Regions from separate parts of the Mus musculus genome. Here region 2 is linked to region 1. The links are chromatin contacts, called in public HiChIP or PLAC-seq maps. All regions are on one chromosome and are shown on one strand. The core of a region is the stretch at or near the end of the contact, and the rest is flanking DNA. Distances in the headings are between cores, read along the strand shown.

What was found. HiChIP or PLAC-seq counts read pairs in DNA pulled down with a chosen protein or histone mark.
Region 2: an H3K27ac HiChIP or PLAC-seq map of trophoblast stem cells shows a contact between it and region 1, with 10 times the contacts expected there. The contact joins two enhancer-like sites. A contact is called at or near these places in 2 of 15 datasets of contacts at CTCF or cohesin (pro-B cells and stem cell-derived epiblast-like cells), 2 of 484 Hi-C or Micro-C datasets (the N1E-115 cell line and palatal mesenchyme), 2 of 115 datasets of contacts at active chromatin or transcription factors (extraembryonic endoderm stem cells and trophoblast stem cells) and 1 of 9 other capture datasets (embryonic stem cells).

The regions. Positions count from the first base shown.
Region 1 is chr11:105,235,271-105,239,195 of GRCm38.p6, forward strand. The region is part of intron 7 of Tlk2 (tousled-like kinase 2 (Arabidopsis)); the gene reads left to right. Among named protein-coding and RNA genes, the nearest start is that of Mrc2, 55 kb to the right of the region's middle. Within about 2 kb of position 2,556, at least 4 of the 459 cell types and tissues checked have an H3K27ac peak or open chromatin away from gene starts, as enhancers often do. A contact at or near this core is called in trophoblast stem cells, where this site is marked.
Region 2 is chr11:105,916,908-105,921,092 of GRCm38.p6, forward strand. Tanc2 (tetratricopeptide repeat, ankyrin repeat and coiled-coil containing 2) reads left to right here. Exons shown (of 26, transcript NM_181071.3): 24 at 7-153; 25 at 3,044-3,144. Among named protein-coding and RNA genes, the nearest start is that of Cyb561, 25 kb to the right of the region's middle. Within about 2 kb of position 2,219, at least 8 of the 459 cell types and tissues checked have an H3K27ac peak or open chromatin away from gene starts, as enhancers often do. A contact at or near this core is called in trophoblast stem cells, where this site is marked.

The sequences.
Region 1 (3,925 bases), core at 1,306-3,805:
CTCACTGAACATAGAGTTGAACAATTGCCTAGACTGGCTGTTGAGCGATTTCTAGGGATCTGAATTCAGCAAGCATTTTCACTGAGCCAACCCTTTCACTGCTCAGTTTTACTTTTTGTAAAGATTTATCTTTATTTTAAATTATGTATATATGTGTATATGAGAGGTATGTATACATGAGTGCAGGTTCCTAGTGGTGTCAGGTGCCCTGGAACTGTAACAAGCTGTCTACATGGGTGCTGAGAACCCAACTCATACTCTCTGGAAGAGTACACTATTAACTCTAAGCCATTTCTTCAGCTTTATTTTATTATATTTTTTATTTTTCCAGTTAGGATTTCTCTGTGTGTCCCTAGCTATCCTGGAACTTGCTCTGTAGCTCAGGTTGGCCTCTAACTCAGATCTGCCTGCCTCTGTCTGGCTACAAATATTTAATTTTTGAGGTAGGAAATTGGCTCAGTAGTCACTTCATCAGATGGTAGTAGATAGCTTTCTCCTTTTTTATTATGTTTTCGGTCTTAAACATAAATTTAGTCCAAGCTGGTTTGGACTTCATGGCCTCTGGCCTCAGTATCCTAAGTATTGCTTGCTTCATTTCCTTTGACTATTGGAATAGCCTAGTGAATTTGTTTTTCTGTGTTGTCATGTGTGTATGTATATGTGCTGGGAATGACCCTAAGTCTTGGCACATGCTAAGCATATGCTGTACAGCTGAGCCCTACTCCCAGTCCTGGCTCCATGACTTTCTGTACTTGGAACATTAGTAAATACAACCATTGTTTGTGGTGTTCCTATTGCTGTGAGCTTTATTTACTCTATCACCAACTGATGGATTTGGATTGTTTCCAATATTTGGATCTTAGAAATTACATTGCTGTAGCATTTATATGAAAGCTGCTTCTGTGTACATGTTTTCATTTCCTTAGGTATGCTCAGAGATAATTTTACTGGGTCATTTGGTAGCTACTTTTGAGGAATTGACGGAATTTTTTTTTTCCCATAGCAGGTACACCACTTCATATTCCCCATCAGTAAGATACTTTCCCTTAACTTAGAGAGTACATTGTGATTTTCATTTATATCTCACAAGTAAATACTTTGTTTTATTTTTTGTTTTATTTGGTTGTTATAGTTAGTAGTCATTTAGTATCTTTGGTGAAATATGTACTGGATTCCAATGCTCTTTTAAAAAATGATAAGTGTGTGTGTGTGTGTGTGTGTGTGTGTGTGTGTGTGTGTGTGTGTGTGTGTAAGGGTAGAAATGTGGTCAGAGGACCATTTAGGGATTCTGATCTCTCCTGCCATGTGGGCTCTGGGCATGGAACTTTTGTTATCAGGCTTGGTGGCAGGAACCTCTACACAATGAAGCAGCTCACTTTCCCCCCACCCCCACTCCTTTCTAAATTCAGGTTACCTTTAATGTTGAGCCATAAGAGGGTTCTGTGATAGTCCTGTCATATACGGGCGGGCAGAGGGCTGTTATTCCGTGTCGTGTCCTTCCTTGGGTGCTGCTCATAATTGAACTCACAGCTTCATGCGTGCCTAGTGTACCCCTCAGCCGTATCTCTTGCTGCAAATGGGGTCTTTTGAAGAACAGAAGTTGTCCAAAATATCCATTTTCCCTTCTGTTATTTATGCTTTTGGTTATACCTAAGAAGGCATTATCTAATCCAAGGTCATAAATTTTTAGCTCTATACTTTCTTCTAAGTATGCTATGTTTTTAGCTGTTGCATTTAAGTCTGCCATATATTTTGTTTTAAATTTTGGGTGATTTAAGGAAAAGAATTTACCTTTATTCTTTTGTGGGTAGGCATTTAATTACCACAGCACTTGTCACAAAGACTATGTTTCCCCCCCACTGAATTATCATGCTACCCCATCAAAAATCAGTTGACTGTAAATGCTGTGAGTGCTTCTGGACTATAATAATTTTACCTTACTGATATACATGTCTCTTTCTATAGCAGCACCCTGACCTCCACCTCTAAGACAAGCCCATATGAGTCTTGATCTCCTGATTCTCCTATTTCTGCCTCTGGATTTGATGGCATTATATTTATAATCTCTCCCCCCTTCCTCTTTCCCCTGAAATAGGGTCTCATGTTCCCTACTTTGGTTTGGGCTATCTGTGTAGCTAAGAATGACCTTGAACTTCTTAGTTGCCCTTCTTCCTTTACCCTCCAAGTACCGGAACTGCAGGCATGTACCACTATGCTTAGCTTGTTTGTGGTCATTTAACTTGTCTTTCTTAAGTTTATTGTTCTTGGCTTTTTGTTGTTGCTCTTGTTTGTTTGAGTTTGGGAATTTTTTTTTTTCTTCTTCTTTTTGAGACAGGTTTCTCTGAGTAGTTCTAGCTATGCTGAGGACCAGGCTGGCCTCGAACTAAGATCCATCTGCCTCTGTTTCCTGAGTGCTGGGTTTAAAGACGTACACCACCATTGTCCTGTGGGTTGTTTTGTTTTTAAGAGATGGTGTCATGTAGTTCCTAGTAACACTGAATGAAAATGACCTTGAACTTGTGTCCTTTAACCTCCCATAAACTGAGTTTATACACATGAGTCAACAGTTTATTCCAACAAATATTTATTGAGTGCCTACTTTTTCTTTCACTGTTGAATAGTGAGCCTTGGGCCTTGTACTTTCTAGGTGAATGCTCAGTAACTGATACATTCACACTTTTCAGTTTCTTCCTTTTATTCTGATATGGGGTTGGGGGGGGAGCGGGGGCTGAATTGCCTAGATTGCCTTGAAGTTGTGATTCTCCTGCCTTGGCCTCAAATAGCTAAGATTTTAGGCCTGTACCACCAGATAAAATTTACTTTTAATTATAAACTCCCTTTAGGTAGACTAGGGTGTGGATTGTGTTCATTTCCCTTGCACATATGCTAATAGTTCTCAACCCTGTGCTGAGGCATTGCAGGTACTCAATAAACTGTTTTGACATGAATACATAAAAGGGACTGTTTGTAGACCAGGTATAGACATCTGTAATCTAGACACTCAGAGATTAGAGGCTAGAAGGTTTTAAGTTTGGGTTCAGCCAAGGATATATAGAGAAACCCCGTCTTTCTATATATTCTTATATATATATATATGTACATACATACACACACATACACACACACTAGATATAGTCTGTATATTCTATAAAAATAAAAAACAAAAACAAAAGATTGTGATCTACCTGGCAATGTGGGGAGAAATGGCTCAGTGCTTAGGAGCATTTGTTGTTCTTTCAGAGGACCAGAGTTTAGTTTCAGGTATCTATATTGGGCAGCTCACAAACACTTGTCACTCCAGGACCCCAGAATCTGATAGCCTCCTCCTCCTCCTCCTTCTCATCATCGAAAAGGAGGCCTAATGAAATGGCCTGCCTTAAAAAGGTCACAGCATAAGTCCCTAAGAGAAATTATTTGTGTGAATTCTTTAGCTTGTTAATAATTGTTGTGGATGCACACAGCCTGGGGTCTCTACTTCATTTAACTAGCTTGATAACTTTTCATAAGTGCTAGGTTTCACTTAATTTTTTTTTATCTGTAAAATAAAAATAATCATCACTTTAGTAGGAATTTTTGTGCATATGTATGCATGTTTGTATCTGTACACAGGTACCTATGTTGGTACATGTGGAGGCCAGAAATTGATATTGGATGTTGTTCCTTAATTATTTCTCCACCTCTTTTTGTTGTTGTTGTTTTATTTTTATTTATTTTTATTTATTTTTTTTTTTATCTTGTTTTTCAAGACAAGATTTCTCTGTGTAGCATTGGCTTTCCTGGAGTTCACTCTGCAAACCAGGCTGGCCTCAAAACTCAAAGAGTTACACATGCCTCTGCCTCCCAAGTGCTGGAATTAAAGGTGTGTGCCACCACCGCCTGCCTAAATCATATAAATTTAAAAATTACTTTGGGCTGGAGTTGTCAG
Region 2 (4,185 bases), core at 969-3,468, 680 kb after region 1:
CATTAGAAAGGGAAAGTAAAGGAGGCTGCCCAGCGCTACCAGTATGCTCTGAAGAAATTCCCTAGAGAAGGGTTTGGTGAGGACCTGAAAACCTTCCGGGAGCTAAAAGTGTCTCTCCTCCTCAACCTCTCTCGATGTCGCAGGAAAATGAACGTAAGTCCTTCTAATCCCCACTCTGTCTGCAGTGCTGGAAATTGAAAGTTCCTGCTACTTACTGTCTTATTACTAGGCCCTAAAATCCTCTCTGCCCCATTTGGAACCTGGTTGTCCTTCACAGAACACTGACATTTGCACATTGATATAAATCCACAACAAATACAAATTTCTCAAGCTGTAGAAAAGCTAGTTCTCTGTGAGCAGTTTGTGGCATTCTGCAGTGTCATAATCACCACTGAAGTGACTGAAAGACTGTCATCTCCACACACTCTCCGTCATTCTCACCAGAGTTTCAGCTGCATTTAGGTTGAGACTTCATTCTTTCTCGTGTGCTCCCTAGTCAGGTGCCAAAGAGTGGGATCAAGCTTCAGGGCTGTGGACTTCAGAGTTAATGTCTAAGGTAACTCTTGACCCTTTCACCTCTTCCCTGGCCTCTGTATCCCAGTGTGCCACAGCCCTTCTTGCTTGGATGAAATCTTAAAATTCCTTCTGGCCCTCTATCAGACCTCCTAGTTGTCCTTGGCTCTTGATTCTTTGCAGGCATGGTTTTAGCCAGTGCTTCTTTGTCATGCAGACACTCCTGAGCTGAGAAAAATCTCAGACACCAGAAGTGCTTACAATCGTGACACAGTCACTGGCATCCAGTAGAGGTTTCACAGGCCCTCAGAAGACAGATGTAATTCAAATCAAGTAGGGAGTTTTGATCAGTTAGAGAGTCAAGAGCGTCCTGTCCAGAAGGAAGGTTCTGGCTGCAGTGGGAAGGATCTGCTCTCAGGTCCAGAAAGACTCATATATCTCACTTCTGCATCGTTGATTCTAGCCCTGAAACCTGACAGTGAAAGAGCCCTGTGATAGACTTGGCAATCTCAGAGGACACAGCTCTGCCTTCAGAGGCAGAAAGGAGTGGGGGCAAGGAAGAAACTTTTGGGTGGAGATGGAAGTATGGAAGGTATCCGGGGCACAATAGTAAAGTCCTGCCTGAGGTTCTCACGTGAACAGTGGAATCAGTCCCAGAGGTCTCTGTGGCCCTCCTCTGAGAATGAAGCAAAGCTTAGCAGAGGATGCCAGTCTTCTGGCTTCTTTTCTTCCTAGCAGTTAATTGGCTTTTAAAAATATGCTTTGGGAGCCGGGTGGTGGTGGCGCATGCCTTTAATCCCAGCACTTGGGAGGCAGAGGCAGGTGGATTTCTGAGTTCGAAGCCAGCCTGGTCTACAAAGTGGGTTCCAGGACAGCCAGGGCTACACAGAGAAACCCTGTCTTGAAAAACCAAAAAAAAAATATATATATATATATATATATGTGTGTGTGTGTGTGTGTGTGTGTGTGTGTATGTATGTATATATGTATATATATACACATGTGTGTGTGTGTGTGTGTGTGTATATATATATATATATATATATATATATATATATATATATACATACATACACACACACACGCACACATATGCTTTGGGTACATAGCTCAGTCATAAGGTTCTTGCTTAGCATGCACAAGACCCCCTGTAGGTCTATAGCACCAAGGATGAAAAGTTGCTCTACTCTTAGAAACAATGGTTATCTCTCAAATAAGTAAAGGGAAAGGTAGGAAACCAGAGGGATGGAAAATAGTCCATACCATTTCCCCACAAAACCAGTAATTACCTCCTATGAGCCACCATACACTAAGCACCAGAAGTCCCTGCACCTCAGTAGACAATCTCTTATGATGAGCCCTTGCCTGTGCCCAGGACCTTTCTTAGACCCTGTTTTCTGCATTAGGAACTATGAATACAGTCCTGCTCTATATAATTTTGTCATTTAAAGAAGAGGAAAACCTAAGCCAAATATGGTGGCATGTATCTCAAAAAACGCCAGTACTTTTGAGGCAGAAGCAGGAAGATTAGAGGGTTCTAGGCTAGCCTGGGGGTACATAGCAAAACTTCAAAAAATAGAACCACCTCCAGTGAAAACTAAATCCTTTCACTTTAACTTAGTATTTAAGGAGATCTTAAGGACCACAGGTGTTGCCTGTTCAATATTACATGCTTCAGAATCTAGTCCCCGGGGTTGTCATGGTAACACCAGTAGCTTCAAGATTGAGTTTATCCAGGATGTCTCCAGGACAGCACAACCAGTCACACCCAGAGTCTGCTTGTTTCTTTATCTATTTTTTAAATTTTTAATGTTTCCTAAGTAAGGAATCAAATAGAAGGAACAAGGCAGAGAAGTGTCTGAAATATGAAGAATATTTATGTAGTACGGAACCCTACTATTTGTCTAGTATACATAGCACTTAAATGTTGTTTATGCCTAACCTTACGCTGAACTGTCGGTGTAAAGGATGTTCAGCTGACTTGAGTTAGAATAGACCAGAGAGCTGAGCCTGGCTGGCTGGCATCCCTGGGCCCTCTCGGCTCCAGTCAGTGCTCTTTGCTGTTACCCAGACCTTTCTCCTGGACTCTGTGGGGTACATTCTCAGTGATCCTTAGGAAGCCAAGGTCTTGTGAGCACAGCAGCAAGGAGAACCAATAGGATGAATGGCACCTGAGGTATCTGTGTCTCTCCTCTTGTATGGAGAGTTTAGATTTTCAACTTTAGGATCCTCACTACAGAGGGCTGGCATTTGGCTTCTGGGGTATCAAGAACAGCTAGAAATCCAAAAAGTGTTTTAACACTTTGGACAAGTAAAGTTCCGTTTGTGCTTTCTGAGACACACAGCAGAGGAAGGCAGGGGGAATTTTCAGTCTGTGGGCCACATGGGTAGAGCCATGGCAGGCGTGTCATGAGCCCCAGGCATTCCATCGACCGGTGTCAAAGGATTGTACTTACCATTTGTTTTATTCCCAAGTTGTCTTTTTGTGTATCTCTGCAATGACTCATCTGCACACCTATTGTAATGACAGGATTTTGGAATGGCGGAGGAATTTGCTACTAAAGCCCTGGAGCTGAAACCGAAATCTTATGAAGCATACTATGCGAGAGCAAGGGCAAAACGCAGCAGCAGGTGAGGCAAGGGAGGGTGAGAAACAGCAGTGTCTGAAAATGTGTCTAAGGTGATAGGCCACCCTGGGATGTGTGCACCCAATGTGCCTGCCCTTGCCAACTCTCAGGGCCAGGCTTTGCAGGCAGGGCACTGCTCACAACCAGCACTTCTCCTGGGCACTTTAGGAGAAAGGTAAAATGGAAAATGGCACTTCCTTCCAGGAAGCCTGTGTCATGTGCTCAGTCACTTTTCAGCCTCAAGCCAATGGCATGACGAGATAATGATGAAGTAAAGAGGAAGCCACTTAAGCCAAACCTCCCCTGTGCCTTCTCAACAGGAAGAACAGGACAGTCACACACTCTTCCTTTCCTTTCCTACAGGCATTGGGGACTCCCAGATTATTTAGTCCTCAACAGAGGGGTCTCCTGAGTCTGAAAATATTGCCCTCTTCACCTAAACACACACAGACACACAGAGACAGACAGACAGACAGACAGACACACACACACACACACACACACACACGAGGTCCTGTTGCCAGGACTGAGATGGCACCATTCCTTGTGCCCATCTGCTATGTTTTGACCACTGAGTAACAGAGCCTCCAGAGGGATCTGAGAACTGCCAATCGTTGTCCTTGATGCCTCTGCCCAGCACCCAGCCTTCTCCCATGCATGGAAAGGAACTGTTTGGGATTTGATGCTGTAACCCAGGGGGGATTTGTCTGCAAAAATCAAAACAAAGCTAGTGACACTGAAAGCAGTGATCTAGCTAAAGTCATAGCATTTTTATAGAAAGTTGGCTGTCACATCCTCTCCGTCTGGGACTGTTCCTTTGCCACTAGGTGAGTTGTCCACTTCCCAGGTAGTTTTAGTCAGGAGGATAGGAATATCTCCATGGTTCATTTCCTCATTTGTAAATAAGGGTCTTGTTGGAGTAAGCTCAGCTCCACTCTCGGTCACCTGATCAGCAAGCTGACTCATGTGGGCTGTGACCTAGCAGAAAGATACACAGTACTGTTAAGTGATGGGCAAAAGGGACTGAAGACAGGCACCACACCTA